Linked DNA regions of Mus musculus: region 1 is linked to region 2. The links are chromatin contacts, called in public promoter capture Hi-C maps. All regions are on one chromosome and are shown on one strand. The core of a region is the stretch at or near the end of the contact, and the rest is flanking DNA. Distances in the headings are between cores, read along the strand shown. Region 1 has its middle 27 kb from the start of Oprd1. Region 2 holds the start of Mecr (mitochondrial trans-2-enoyl-CoA reductase).

Evidence for each region. Promoter capture Hi-C pulls out the DNA fragments that hold promoters and counts their contacts.
Region 1: a contact with region 2 is called in a promoter capture Hi-C map of hippocampal neurons, with 4 times the contacts expected there. The contact joins the enhancer-like site here to the promoter of Mecr in region 2. A contact is called at or near these places in 5 of 39 promoter capture datasets (the C10 cell line, HPC-7-derived erythroid cells, hippocampal neurons and 2 more), 11 of 484 Hi-C or Micro-C datasets (B cells, the Ba/F3 cell line, CD8 T cells and 6 more) and 2 of 9 other capture datasets (adipose tissue and liver).

The regions. Positions count from the first base shown.
Region 1 is chr4:132,169,780-132,172,479 of GRCm38.p6, forward strand. No RefSeq gene overlaps it. Among named protein-coding and RNA genes, the nearest start is that of Oprd1, 27 kb to the left of the region's middle. Within about 2 kb of position 1,307, at least 22 of the 459 cell types and tissues checked have an H3K27ac peak or open chromatin away from gene starts, as enhancers often do. A contact at or near this core is called in cerebral cortex and hippocampal neurons, where this site is marked.
Region 2 is chr4:131,842,217-131,844,916 of GRCm38.p6, forward strand. Mecr (mitochondrial trans-2-enoyl-CoA reductase) reads left to right here and starts at 1,255. Exons shown (of 10, transcript NM_025297.2): 1 at 1,255-1,462. The coding sequence starts at 1,287.

The DNA.
Region 1 (2,700 bases), core at 57-2,556, 330 kb after region 2:
CGTGCTTGAGTGTGTGTGCATGTGTGTCTTTGTGCTTGAGCATGTGTGCATGTATGTGCTTCAGTGTGTATGCATCTGTGCATGCTGATGCACCTACAGAGGCAAGAAGAGGACGTGGGATTCCCCAGGGCCAGAGTTACAGGAGTATTCGTGACACATGGTTGTGTGGAGGCTCTGAATTCTGTTCCTCATGACTATACAGATGGCTCTTAACCCACGAGCCATCTCTCTCGCATGCTTTGCTTCACTCCTACAAACTCTCTCTTCCTCTCCTCCTCTCTCTTTCTGTGCATGTGTGTGTGTGTGTGTGTGTGTGTGTGTGTGTGTGTGTGTGTGTTTGAAATAGGGTCTCACATAGCCCAGGGTGACCTCAAACTTGCTAAGTCAGAAAGGATGATCTCAAACTGCCTGCCTTCACCTCCCAAATGCTGGGAGTATAAACTCCTAATTAATGTGATGCTGGAGATGGAGCCCAGGACTCCACACATACTAGATAGGTCTCGGCCAACTGATTTGCATCCCCAGATCTTTTTTTTTTAAGATTTAGTTATTATTATATCTAAGTACACTGTAGATGTACCAGAAGACGACGTCAGATCTCATTACAGATGGTTGTGAGCCACCATGTGGTTGCTGGGATTCGAACTCAGGACCTTCAGAAGAGCAGTCGGTGCTCCCAACCCCTGAGGCATCTCTCCAGCCCACATCCCCAGATTTTATTTGCATTTTATTTTTAATCTGCAGCAATCCAAGTGTGAGAGACAACTCTGAACTTCTTCCCCCTATTCTCTTGGTCCTCCCCTATTCTCTTGGTCCTCCCCAACCCACCCACCCCCCACCTCCACAAGCTTCCCCCCTCCTGAGGAGATTCCTGCTGAGCAGCAGCAATAAAGGCAGAGTGTGTGGAGTTATTAAGGCCTAGTGACTCTGGGAGCCCCAGTTCCAACCTTAAGAGAAAGAAGCATAATGAGCTACAACTAAGCTGCCAGCAGCTCCTTCCACACAAAGCGACTGTATGTTACTTGGGTTTTGTTTGTTTGTTTGTTTGGTTTTTGGTTTTTGGTTTTTTCTTTTTATAACTTTGTGCAACTGTCTAAATCTTTTTAAATAAATAGGGAAAAATCCAACGAAGTTCTTCTTGTCCTTTAAAGATATAAGTGCATAAATCTTCACACAGCAGCATCTTGTAGAAGATCTGAGATGCAGGTCCCTCCTCACCAGGAGCAGATGGCAGAAGGGCTGAGCAGAGGCTGGGCTGCTGTCCTTCCTGCATTTGGAAGCGTGACTCACTTCGGTCTTCAGACTTCTCTGAAAAAGAAAAGCAGCCTCCCCAGGAGGCTCACGGATCGCTCATCTCTTCCCTTCTGTCTCAGTGCGAAGGGAACGCAGACTGCCCAGTCTGCCCCTCCACAAAGCTACTTCCATTGCAAGGCTCAGAGCTGCCTGAGCCTGCCCTCAAGGCCAGACAAGTTAACAAGATCCCAGCTCCAAGCCCAGACCAGGGCTCCTCCCAGCCCTCCATTAATCTTTGCTGACCCTGGGTCCTGAGTTTAGGGAGGACAGAGAAGCCTCCCTCCTGGGGACACCAGCCTGACCTTTGGCAAGGTCTGGGCCACAGCCAGGTTCTTGAGATACCCTCTCACTGTGTGCACAGCCACCTCTTCAGCCCCAAGATCTTGAATTTCTGGTGTCCTCTCTCCAGTGATCTTTCTTGCACTTGCTTTGCATAATCAGAGCCTGGGTAGGTGTGTGGTCTGGGAAAGGCAGGCTCCCTGCACAAGTAGCTACTCACTGTAGAGGGTGCTGGCAGAGGTCTTCCTCCTCCTCCTCCTCCTCCTCTTCCTACTCCTTCCTTCCTTCTTCCTTCTTTTTTCTTTCTTTCTTTCTTTTCTTTTTTTTTTTTTTTTTTTTTTTTTGTCTTTTGTTTTGTTTTGTTTTTTGTTTTTCGAGACAGGGTTTCTCTGTATAGCCCTGGCTGTCCTGGAACTCACTTTGTAGACCAGGCTGGCCTCGAACTCAGAAATCTACCTGCCTCTGCCTCCCGAGTGCTGGGATTAAAGGCATGTGCCACCACATCCGGCTTTTTTGGTTTTTTGAAACAGGGTTTCTTTGTGTAGTTCTGGCTGTTCTTGAACCCTGTAGACCAGGCTGGCCTCTGCTTCCCAAGTGCTGTGTGTCTAAATAGCTGTGCCACCACATCCATTGTTGTTATTGTTGTTGTTGTTCTTCTTCTTCTTCTTTAAATTTATTATAATTTATTTATTTTTACTTCATGTGCATTGGTGTTTTGCCTGCATGTGTGTCTGTGTGAGGGTGTTGGATCCCCTGGAATTGGAGTTACAGACAGTTGTGAGCTGCCATGTGGGTGCTGGGAATTGAATCAGAGTCCTCTGGAAGAGCAGCCAGTTAACCTCTGAGGCTCTGAGCCATCTGAGCATCCCAAGGTGCTTCTTTTTCAAAGTCAACTACACATCAGATCTACCACTGCAGGCAGCTTTATAGAATCATTCTCTTCCTGTCTGCATTAGCCCGTTGTCTGTTGCCAATGATGCAGTAGCAGACGGGTGAGTTTTAGAGAAAAGCCTTATTTTGCCTCACAGTTCTGAACTCGTGAGATTGAGAAGCTGTGTCTGGCGGTGGCCTTCCAGCGTGCAGGCTTCATTATCATTGTTTTTATCTTTATATCTGTGCCTGAGCCGG
Region 2 (2,700 bases), core at 5-2,504:
AGTCCTAAAATGGAACCTCATCTGATTTCCATGCACGCAGTTTGGGAATGGAAGGACTGCCTCCTGCAGCACTTCCTTGCTCCCTTTCTTCAGCCTGCAACAGTGCACACTTGCATGTACACAAATGTTCCACGGACGGGTTATTTATGCTGATGTTTCTTTTCCACCAAAACTAAGAACCTGCGTCTTTCCAGGTTAATACCTTTTACAAAGAATTTTCATTTCCCACCCAATCTCTTTGTATGCTGTGAGCATTTTAAACGACATCTTCCTTCATGGGACCCCTCTCATAGCTGAACAGCTTGATGGTTTTACAATGTATTATCCTGTCAACCTTAACATTGTTCTAATGTTTTGTTTTTATTTTTCCTTAACATTGTTCTAATGTTTTGTTTTTATTTTTCTTCCCAAGACAGATTTTCTCTGTGTAGCCCTGACTGTCCTGGAACTCACTTTGTAGACCAGGCTGGCCTCGAACTCAGAAATCCGCCTGCCTCTGCCTCCCAAGTGCTGGGATTAAAGGCGTGCGCCACCACCACCCGGCTTCTTCTAATGTTTTATCCATTCCTCACAACCGTCTGAAATGAGGTATATCATTTTCATGGCATCAATGAGAAATAGGCTCCAAGTTGCGCTCACTTGCCCAAGCTAGGAAAGAGCTGCTAGGATTTGAGCCTGGTATTCCTGGTATGTTAACTCTGGGTAAAGAAGTCCCCAAGTCTTGGTAGAGCATGCCTCTAATCACAGCACTTGGGAAGCAGAAGCAAGCGGATCTCTGAATTTGAGGCCAGCCTGGTCTACAGAGGGACAGCCTGGAACACACAAAGAAACCTGTCTCGAAAAACTGATGATGGTGGTGATGCTGGGCTGATAAAGTCTTTGTGTTGTTCTGGGGGAACTGAAGATGAAATGATACTTTAAAAAGTCTGGCACAGTGGTATCTCAATAAAGAGTGCAAAGGGGATACTGAGGCCAGAATGTAAATGACTTCCCGGAAACACCACGCGACAAGCAGCAGTCACAGCTTTAAGCCAGTTCTGAACTCTCTTCATGGGTAGGCTGCTTTGGCTAGCTGTGCAACTTCTCCAGGTCTCTGAATACCTTACGTAGCCCACCCTCAATCCTCACACCAGTCCGGGAGAAACCCTACACCAATACCTGGGCAGAGAGCGAGCGGCCTCTTTTAAAGAAGGGGGCGCGGTCACGAGCGGGGCGGGGCTCAGGCTTGCTGTCGCGGACGAATGACGTAGTCCAGAGCGCCGGATTCTGCCAGTGCTGGAAGCAGCATGTTGGTCAGCCAGCGAGTGACAGGGGCGCGAGCCCGGGCACCTCAGCTTGCGGGTCTCCTCGAGGCTTGGTACCGCCACGGCCGGACCACATCCTCCTACTCCGCTCTCTCTGAGCCGTCACGGGTGCGGGCGCTGGTCTATGGCAACCATGGGGATCCAGCCAAGGTCGTCCAGTAAGAGTCGGCGCCGCCACCGGGGAGGGAGCTGGGGTTCCTGGAGGGTTTTGAGGCGGGCGGCGGACTGCCAGGAGAGGACAGGGTCCGAGGAAGAGGGTTCTGCTGTCCTACAGATGCCGAGACCCCAGGGCGTGCTTGCTGACCCGACACCGGTGCTTTCCGGCGGCCAAGGACCCGCGAGGCACCGGTGCCAGAGTTTACTGACCCATATTGGTTTGAAGATTGTGGCAGTCACTCCTTTGTCTCAGTGGATGCTTCCGACTATTTGTCACAGCAACAGTCTGGGGGTATTTATTGCATTTTTTTTTCAGATGAGAAAAGCGAGGCATAAGAAAGTTAAAATTAACATTTGCCCCAAGTCACCCAGCCAGTGAGAATAGAAATTTGAACATACGGTCTGACAGCCTACCTAGATTCTACACCTGTTTTTAAATAGGAGATTATTGTTTGCCTTTCACAGAGGCCGAGGGGCTTGTCTAAAATGATACGGCTAATTAGTGATTGGAATAGGTGCCGGAATTCACCTGTTTCTCATGCGAGTTCCCTTCCACCAAGCCATGTGTGCATCTTGGCCTAATTATGACGAGTTGTTTAAACCCAGCTTGATGGCATGTGCCGTTAATCCCAGCACTAGTGAGGCAGAGGCCCGCAGATCTCTGTGAGTTCAAGGCCAGTCTAGTCTACATAGTCAGTTCCAGGATAGCCAGGACTATAGAGAGAGACCCTGTCTCAAAACAAACAAGCAAAAAGGAGTTGTTTCATAATCCCAGGATGCTGAGGTAAAAGGGTTATGAGTTTGAGACCAACATGGGTTGCATAATGAGCCTTTGTCTCAAAATACACACTCACAGTAAAAATACATAAAAATTTAAAAAAAAATCTTCAAATACAGTTTAGGGGATGCGCATGGTGTGTGCCTGTAGTCCCAGCACTTGCTAAGGGAGGAAGATTGTGAATGTAATGCTAGCCTGAACTACATATTGAGACCCTGCCTCAAAAACAAACAAAAAGTGGACAAGTTGGGCTTACCAACATGCATCTTATTATTATTATTTCTTCCCTTCTTAAGGTCTCCCTGTATGGTCCCAGCTAGCCTAGAACATGTTGAGTAGCCTTGGCTGACCTGGAGTTTCTAGTGATCCTTCTACCTCTGCCACCCCCAGCCCCCAGCACTGGGGCTGAAGTTGCCTGCTTCTAATGGGGGAGGGAGCTCCTTTGGTTATATGTATGTATGT